2 separate regions of the Arachis hypogaea genome follow, and region 2 is linked to region 1. Evidence: chromatin contacts called from public Hi-C data. All regions are on one chromosome and are shown on one strand. Each heading gives the region's core, a stretch centred on a gene start, on an enhancer-like site or on the middle of the called end of the contact. The rest is flanking DNA. Distances are from core to core; before and after follow the strand shown.

Region 1 (5,229 bases), core at 131-2,630:
AGACATAACTCATCTGGTGTTGGTGGCTCTTCTAACCCATCTTCTCAGACTCCTATACAATCTAGTCCAAATTCGCAATATTCCGATTTTGCCAACCCTCGTGGATTAGATGCTATCGACCTCAATGATGATGATATTGAAGATCGGAGGCAAGATAGTATTCAACACTGGCATTGGGAAGAGGATGAGATGTTGATCAGTGCGTGGTTAAATGTTTCAACTGACCCTATAGTTGGTACCGATCAAAAGGGAGAAACATTTTGGAGTCGAATTCATAGCTACTGTGTAGAATTTTGCACCGACATGACAAGGGGGGTAGTTGCATGTAAGAAACGATGGTATAAGATCAACAAGGCTGTTGCACAATTTGCTGGTTGCTACGATCAAGCTAGTCGAAACATAAGGAGTGGTTCGAACGCTGATGATATAAAGGAGTTGGCTTATAAACTTTATTCCACAAATTATGGTCAAAAGTTCACTTTTGAGAGGCATTGGAACATGCTTCGGTTGGAGCAAAAATGGAGAAGCCAACTACCTACACAGAGTGGCGGCTCAAAGAGAACCAAGGTTAGTGCAACTGGAGCATACTCATCCTCATCAAACCCAGAAACACCGTTGGCTGACGAACCCGGTGTGGACTCTCCCGTTCGCCCACAAGGATCAAAGAAGAGCAAGCGAAGAGGTAAGGGAAAAGCACAGATGTCTGAAGATTTTAGCGAAAGAAAATCATCGGTTGTCAAAAAATTATCTCTCATGGAAGATATTAAGAATGTTAGAGAAAAGGAACTAATGGAAAGGGAAAAAGAAAGAGAAGAGGAGAAGGAACATAGAGCAAAGATGATGGCAATCAAAGAGAAGGAGATACAAATTCAAGCGGCAATGAAAGAACAAGAATTACAAACTCAGAGGTATATTAAAGAAATGGAGATAAAAGCAAAAGAAAGGGAAATGGATATGCAAATACTTAATGCTGACACGTCTACAATGAGTGAGAAACGACGAGCTCTTCATGAGATTTCATGTGAGAAAATAATGGCCAAGTGGTTTACTTAATGGTTCCTTGTATTCGTAGTGTTATGTAGTATGTTCTTATTTATTTATTGCGTATTACTGCTATGTGATGTAGTTTGTTTTATTTACTTCTGATGTAAGTTTTTAAATTAGTCAATATTATTGTGCCGTTATTGTTCATGAAAGTGACCGTTGCAAAACTAGCCGTTAAGTAGCCGTTGCAAAAGTAGCCGTTAAGAAAAACTAGCCGTTGCAAAACTAGCCGTTGCAAAACTAGCCGTTACAAAACTAGTTTCTCCACTTATAAATATCAACTATCAATGACTCCACAACTCCACTTCAACTCTTCTTTCTCACCTCGACAGAGAACTAAAAATTACATTTCTCCATATGGCTAAAAATTTTGATGATATGTTTAATGAGGCTTTGTATGGCAAAAGAAGACGGCAAGATAACACACTGATAGATAATTGGATCGATGAGTATTTACTCGAAGATTCAGAAGAAGAAGATATCGATAGAAGCCCTATCCCAATTACTCGTAGATGGATCAACAGAGATCGAGAAGCAGGACATGATCGCCTTTTTCAAGATTACTTTGCAGATGAACCGGTGTATAATGCTGACATTTTTCGACGGAGATTTCGAATGAGAAGAGATGTGTTTCTTCGGATAGTAGACGCTCTCTCAAACGTCTATCCGTATTTCCACCAGAGGGTTGATGCAACTGGAAGAAGAGGCTTGTCGCCACTTCAGAAATGTACCGCTGCGATACGGATGTTAGCATACGGCGTAGCAGCTGATGCTGTTGATGATTATGTGTGCATAGGCGAGAGCACTACAATTGAATGCTTGGAAAAATTTGTTGAAGATGTCATTTCTGTGTTCCAGGATGAATACTTGCGAAAACCCAATCCAAATGACGTACACCGCCTGCTACAAATGGCGGAGGGTCGTGGCTTCCCTGGCATGTTGGGTAGTATTGACTGCATGCATTGGCAATGGAAAAATTGTCCAAAGGCGTGGAAAGGTATGTACATGAGTGGTTATCGTGGGGTTGCAACCATTGTACTTGAGGTTGTAGCATCTTCAGACCTTTGGATATGGCATGCGTTCTTTGGAGTTTCTGGTTCAAACAACGATATCAACGTGTTAGATCGTTCTCCAGTATTTGATGACATTCTAAATGATCGTGCTCCGGAGGTAAATTATACTATTAATGGTAATAATTATACAATGGGATACTACTTAGCAGATGGTATTTATCCTGAATGGGCCACATTTGTCAAATCAATCTCAAAGCCACAAGGGGAGAAACGCAAGTTATTTGCACAATACCAAGAAGGGCAAAGAAAAGATGTGGAACGAGCATTCGGAGTGTTGCAAGCACACTTTGCAATTATACGTGGTCCAGCTCGTTTTTGGGAAAAGAAGAAGCTTGCCAACATAATGAGAGCTTGTATTATATTGCATAATATGATTGTTGAGGATGAAAGAGACACTTATGCAGGAAATTTTGCTCAAGGCTTAGAGTATGATGATGTTGAAAATGGATTATCACAACCTCAGCTGGGAGAAGAAGATTTTGCACCATACCATCAATTTCTCCAAAGAAATGCCCAACTTCGAAATAGGCAGCAGCATAGACAATTGAAAGAGGACTTGATTGAACACATATGGCAATTTCACAATGCTTGTCGTCAACTGTAGAATTTAATTATGTTTTTTTTGTATTAAGTAATTTTACAAATTTGTGTAATCCCGAATTATATATTGTGTATTGTTGTTATGTATAAATTTATTTAATATTAATATCTTTTAATAGTGAATTATTTTTAAATTTAAATATTTAAATTATATTATTAAAAAAATTAATTACATTAATTTCAAGTATTTTAATTAATTAATTAATTAGGTGGGACCACAATAGGGACTAAAGTTAGTTCCTCCTAATGGAGAAGAGAGATGTTATGAGTTCCTATTTACTGTTTAGGACGCAAAAGCTGATGTGGAGTTACTTTTTATGACAGGTGGGCCATAAACAGGAACTGGGATGAGTTCCCTACTGGAGATGATCTTATGTCCTTCCATCTTTTAGCAGTAGCAATTAATAATTTAATATGGGGTGGGACTGCGGATTCTAAGTTCCTACTAATAACCAAAACATAACAAATTCTCCTGTTTCTTCATACCATTTCTACTACTTCTCCATTTTCTTCTTTGCTTTGCGTCAAAAGAATAACATGTATCATTGCGAAATTGCGAATAATAATTATATTATATTATATTATATTATATAGAAAACCATGAAAAAGAAGAGACTAAAATAAAAGCTAACAGCCGAAAGAGATAACAAAATGTATCATCATTCATCAAATATTTGATCACTATATGAGATCTGTAAAAGGATAGCAAGCTTAACAAACTATTAGTTCGACGGTTCGACCCTAATTCAGTTCAGGAAATTAACGTGACTTTTTTATTCTCATATTGTTCTGGACTAAATCTAAGTTCGCAAAAACATGATAAATAATGAGATAGTGACGTCTCAAATAAGAGGAACAGATTAAGATTATTTTCAGCAAGAAACTCTTTTAATTTTTATTTAATTTATCTGTCATAAAAAAATAATTTTACATCAGTTTTTGTCTCATAAATAATAAATAAAAATTTAAAGTATTTTTTTATTTTTTAATAAAAAAACTAAATTTAGTCTATATTAATACTAAAAAAAAATGTTGATTACTGTCAAATATACTGGCAAAATAACAAATATAATTTGCTGGTAACTAATTACCATCGAATACTGCAGCGAATTCTTTGACTAAAAACTATTCGACTATCGGGTAATCATGGTGTCATACTATATTGTTTTGTGCAGACTTATCATCGGAAAAATTTACTGGTAAATTCGACAGTAAATTCAATTTTTTATTTTTTTAGCACAATTAGTAGTCAAATTCTAAATAATGGACAATAAATAAGAATTTTATTAAAAATCAAGTGTACGCAGAGAATAAAAAGTCAATAAATAAGATACAATCAAATAGAAAAGAACAAAACCTTAATTACTACGAATCCTAATAGTCGTCGTCGTCATCCCCTTGATCCTGTTGAGGTGGCGATCTAAGAGGTGATGTCGGTGCCCCTCCAACAGTGTCAACGCCACCAACGCACATATGCTCGTGGTACACTATCATCTGTTGTTACATCCGTTGAATTCGCTTTAGCTTCTGCCTAAGCTCCAATCTGAAGGCATTTGTGTCTGACACGCGTGTGAGGATCTCGTTATACCTCTCCTTATATTGCTACAACTTTTGAGTTTATTGGTGAAAGTTCTGGGTGAGATTTTGTACTTGCTCCTTCAAATCGATGTTGTCCTCGGGATTGACAGGGTTGGTGGCAAAGGCGGATGAGGTGCTTGTTTGGGTGCTATTAAATCGATAAAAAAAAGAACTTTTTTCAATGAAAAAAGATCTTTTTTATCTTTTAGTGTGTGTAGCAAATTTCTAATAGTAAAAGTAAAAGCACTAAAAAAGATTTTAAAAAAAAATCTTTTTTGAGAAGCTACAATTTACATTATTTTTTAAAAGATCTTTTTTTTTTAAAAAAATATGTTTTTCACAAGATTATGAGAACCGGACCGGTCAATAAACTGGTAAGACAACTGGTTCAATAGTCTGACCAAAGTTTAACCGAAATTCAACCGGTTTAATTAAATATTAAATAAAATTATTAAAAATTTTATATATAATTTTAAATATATAAATTTAATAATTTTTAATCCCATAAAATTTAAAATTTTATAATTTCACATAATAACTATAACTAACTTTATTGAATTTGAACGAAACAAATTTTGTTATTTCATTCACTGTTAACTATTAACTATTAAGATATGAAAGCATTGGTATTATCAGTGTATAATAAACCAACATTAGTATATAAAAGCATAGAATCCATTTGAGATTGTTGGACATCATTAAAATTAACACAAAATAAAAAAATAAAAAAATCAGCAACAATATTATTATGAGTTTATGACAGAATATAACAAATCAAGAATAATTAGAAATTAACAAAATTTCAGTAATTCAGAATTATTAACCTAACCCAACAACTCAATCAGTATTATTATTATTATCAACAAATTAATAGTACAAAATAAGCATAAAGTCAAAAACAAATTCAAGAAGCATGCTTAATGCTTACTAGAGG
Region 2 (4,697 bases), core at 1,287-3,786, 180 kb after region 1:
CAAGTTCTCCATGACTTGTCTACCGAGGTGCACTTCTCAATGTTGATTGTACTGATTCAGCAATTTGGTTCTCCATTTTTATTCTGGTATTTTTTTTCTTTTAATTTTTTCTTATTTTCAATGTAAATTACAGAATGATTAATGTAGCACCATACCACACAGAACTTTACGCATAAGTTCATAAATTAGAGGTAGTGGAGTATTATGACCTCTAAAAGAAAAATGCATACATAGGCATGTATGGAAAGAAGTTTTAACTAGGAGTCTTGAAGAAAAACTTGATGAAACAAACAGAAACGCATTGCATCGAAACGGCTAAGCGTAAAAAGGGATAGATAACAACGTATAGTAAAGATAATGTACATATATATACATGAAGTTCCAAAAAGATACAAGTAGTAAGCTCTTAACTCGACCTGCGAAGCAAAGACCGGTCAGAGTATAATTTTATATATATATATATATATATATATATATATATATATATATATATATATATATATATATATATATATATATATATATATAACCCCAAAATAGTTCCAAAAGATGGAATAAGATCCTGTTTCTCCAAGTCAACCTCTAAGAGGACAAAATAAAAATATACACAAGATGGAGAACCTATATACATATATACATATACAAGGTACAACACAAAACCCAAAAGTAGATCTTCGCTTCAGCAGAGCCTCCAACATGCTCAGCGAGGTGCCTCGCGTCCTGCATCTGAAAAACAACAATATATGTATGGAATGAGAATTGGGAGTTCTCAACATGGTAAAGGTGCCCGAATAGTTAATAAATAATGTCTCGAAAAGCCAGAGACATTCCAAAACTCCAACAATCCAAATTCATGTCCTAAAGTTTTCTCTAAACCAAACTCATGGTGACTATATCTAAGTGTTTCTAATCTAACTCTCCGTTTCTTTTCTCAGCAATCCTCCAACTTTAGGTGGAACAACCCTCAGTGCCTCCTCCACCTGTTAAAGGGATCTCTCAAAAACAAACATAGACAAAACAGATAAGAAAAACACAGATATAGATAGTAGTTTTGAGTTGAATCTTTTAGTCATTAAACTGGATCCTTAAAAATTGTATTTGAGCACGGTATTTATTATTTAATTTAAAAAAATAATCTAAAAGAATGTCAGTAGATAAAAACCTAAAACGGTATAAACATTCAAGATTATTTTAGATTTTTTTTTAAATTATTTTTTTTAAGATTTAGTGTTATGATTTAAAAAATTCAAGATAAAAAGGTCATAAATATAAGGATAAAAAATTAATTTAAAAAAAAGTAATGAATAAAAAGAGTTAATTCTCTGCCAATGAGTTATAACTCAAATAGCATAGTTTCTCCATACTCACCTAAAAAGTTGCCAGTTCGAGTCTCTCTATCTTTAATAAAAAAAAAGAGTTAATTCTCTCATGAGACTGAAACAAACTCTTAAAGTAAGCTTTTACCTCATTTGAGTTTAGGCAACAGGCTGGACTCTATTACCAGAGAGATATATTAAAACTTGGTTTGGTAAATCTCTTATCTTATGTTTATATTTATAATTTTTAAAAGGTATGGTATATTTAAAATTTTTTAATTTTTTTTAAAATTAATTTATATTTATTAAAATTAAAAAATATAATATAACTTTATATATTAATTAATATTTAAATTTAATTCTTATATTAATATCTATTATAATATTTTTAATTTTAAAAATTATTATCAAATATATTTGTTATCGTTTGAATTTATTAAATATAAATACTATAATTTTTAAAAATTTATTTTTAAAAAATTAATTTTTATAAATTATTTAAAAAATAAATAAAAACTTTATCAAACCAAACTTGAGCCGGTTTCATCACAACAAAGCAGTGCTAAGATATTATATTGTTGAGACAATATAAATAATAATTCAAAAACCAAATTGCATGTTGGACTTAACAAGTTGTGCTAAGAATGTATCAACAATATCAAGTTAACCACACTTTAATTTCATTCGTTCAACAGAACAGTAGCCCAAAATTAAACTTTCTACCTGTTTATTCAACCAATGAGTTAACGTAATGCTAGCTAGTAGAATGATTCACCAAAAAGAGAAATAAAAGATTATTGACCATCCCCTGATCAGAGATTAAATATAATAATAGTATAAAATTGAAAAAATATCAAATGAATTCCGGCGACAGGGAATTATTTAAAATTAATTAAAAAGGACCCCACCAGTCAACTGGAAGGCATGTAGTAGAAGTAGAATATTGAAAGAGGAGGGGCAAATGTGCAAATTTGTAAATATGTTATTTAATCATTCTTGTATATATAAGCATTGAAGCAGAGATGAATGGAACGTCATTGAAGAAAGTAACATAAGCTTGGATTATGTCTTGTTGTTCAACAAGTTACCAATATAATAATACACTGACAAAATAGCACCCCTCATCGTCATAATTTTGTTTTTATTTCGTTTCTATTTTTGTTCATTGTAACGACAAAACACAACTAGCTGCTTGTTCCTGTTTTTCATTTTTCAATTCAATGTCTTCTGGTCTGTATTCATTTGAAACCACTTTCCAAGCACATTCAAGCTCAGACATGGTCACTGCTGATGGAGGAGACCTTGCTTTTCTCACTGACCCTTTTCCTTTCTTCGAAAACAGCACTACTAATGATATTGGTCAACACTGTTCGAGCAACCAAAGCATGTTCGATGAGGCTCTTTCTTCTTCTTCTGTTGACCCTTTTTCATCTTGCTTCTTTTCTTTCTCTCCTCCAAGTACGCACTTAGAAAACCTTAGCCTTCAGGCCAACAACAAGAACAACCGTGTTGATCCCAATTTGGAGAGTGACTTTGCAAGTTTCTCATCGGGTTTTGATGTGACACAAGTAGTGAAGAGCGAGGAGTGCCAAATCGCTGTTGAATTTGATTATGGATATAATAATCATAATCACCAACACTTTTTTCCCCACAGTTATAGCGGTGCTGAGAATGTGGCAAAATACATGCAGAGGAGTTTCAGCAGCAACTCCTTTCATGGCAAACCTGGGAATTTTCTGTTCCAAAATAATCACTCTGACACACTAAACAACAATAATAATAATAACAACATGGAATCTCCAAGTTTTCAAAGACATGATATGAGTTCACCTGAAAACAGTGCCTTCAATGGACAAATGAGGAGGGTGTGCAGCACTGGAGATCTGCAGGTACAAATTAAATAATCAAAAACATATTTTATGCATTATTATTTCCTTTTGTAAGTTGATTAATTGTTTGACTGAAAAAATGATCATGTATCAGAAGTGTCAAAGGGAAGGATCATTGTTGGAGGAACCGAATTTCAAAGTAGGGCGTTATAGTGCTGAAGAAAGAAAAGAAAGAATATCAAAATATAGAGCCAAGAGAAGCCAGAGGAACTTCAACAAAACCATCAAGGTATGTATAATAATTAAGATGAATAATTAGAATAAAATATGGTATTAATATTAGTACTGACCAAACTATTTTGATAATCAATTTCAACCAAATTAGTTTAATAATTTATTGATAAAATAAAAATTAATTGAAAAAGAAAGAAAGAAATGTATAAGAAGATTTAAAAAAAAAAAATACTAATATAGAGTAAATATATAATTTTAATTATGCACATATATATTAAAATCTGTTATTAAAATTAGTTATTAATATAAAATATATATTGAAATATAACATATGTATTAAAAATAAATTAAATAATATATATATTTGTATCTAAATATATGATAATTAATTTTAGTATTATTTTTGAATAATTTAAAACAAATTCTATAATACTTATTGGTTGGTATCTAATTATCTTTTTTATTTTTTTAAATTGAATATTAATTTTTAATTTTTTTAATAGCAAGTTAGACCTCACTTTTTTTTTTTTGAAGCACCATAGTTTAATTTGTTGTGTGGGGTAACAGTATGCATGCCGAAAAACACTAGCCGACAATCGACCGCGCATACGTGGCAGATTCGCACGCAACGACGAGGAGCGCGACATTATTCCTATTCCAAATCACAACGCTCCATGTTCAGCCCGAGATGATGAAGACGAAGAAGTCGATTTCTGGGTAAACTACTATTTCTCTATCAAATTCCAACATGAATACATAAATCGCTTATTTGAACTTATCATATATTGTTATAATATTAGATTGAAGGGTTGCAGTTGCATGAAGAGCAGGAGGATGTAACAGTCAACGCTTATGGACCTAATCAGTTTCAGTACTTTCGTTTCTAACAGCAGAGTTCTGTTGTTGGTGGTAATTAAAGAAATTCATTTTTAAGAAACAGATAACAAAGTCAAAATATGTAGAATATGAGGTATTGATGAGGTCAAATATGAAGAAGTTGGGTACTTGGAGGAGGGAGCCCCTAGTTAGTTTATAGTTAAGTTATTCTTGGCCCCTATTTTCTCTCTGTTTTTCTTTTTTTTTCTTCCAGGTTATGATTGATTGTCGCCAATTAGAGTATAGATAATAAATAATAATATCACTTATCCCATAATCATGACATGATATAGTAAATATGCTTTTCTTTCTAGTAAGCCCTTACACCAAACTTATTATATATATATTTCATCCATTCGTCTTCAACTTATACCATATACCAAAATAAAAATTATGTGGTTCTAAATTTTATTTACACAACAACTTTTAACTTATCATTTGT

What was found. Hi-C and Micro-C count contacts between places; a contact is called where the count stands out from the background.
Region 2: a contact with region 1 is called in a Hi-C map of an unstated tissue, with 5 times the contacts expected there. The contact joins the promoter of LOC112732673 here to the promoter of LOC140177671 in region 1. A contact is called at or near these places in 5 of 8 Hi-C or Micro-C datasets (leaf and an unstated tissue).

The regions. Positions count from the first base shown.
Region 1 is chr13:110,839,538-110,844,766 of arahy.Tifrunner.gnm2.J5K5, forward strand. LOC140177671 reads left to right here and starts at 1,381. Exons shown (of 2, transcript XM_072210820.1): 1 at 1,381-2,543; 2 at 3,893-3,920. The coding sequence starts at 1,402. The coding sequence ends at 3,920. LOC140177670 (glutathione S-transferase T3-like) reads left to right here and starts at 304. Exons shown (of 2, transcript XM_072210819.1): 1 at 304-682; 2 at 1,127-1,146. The coding sequence starts at 304. The coding sequence ends at 1,146.
Region 2 is chr13:111,014,768-111,019,464 of arahy.Tifrunner.gnm2.J5K5, forward strand. LOC112732673 reads left to right here and starts at 2,537. Exons shown (of 5, transcript XR_003168071.3): 1 at 2,537-3,205; 2 at 3,300-3,434; 3 at 3,947-4,096; 4 at 4,180-4,327; 5 at 4,361-4,547.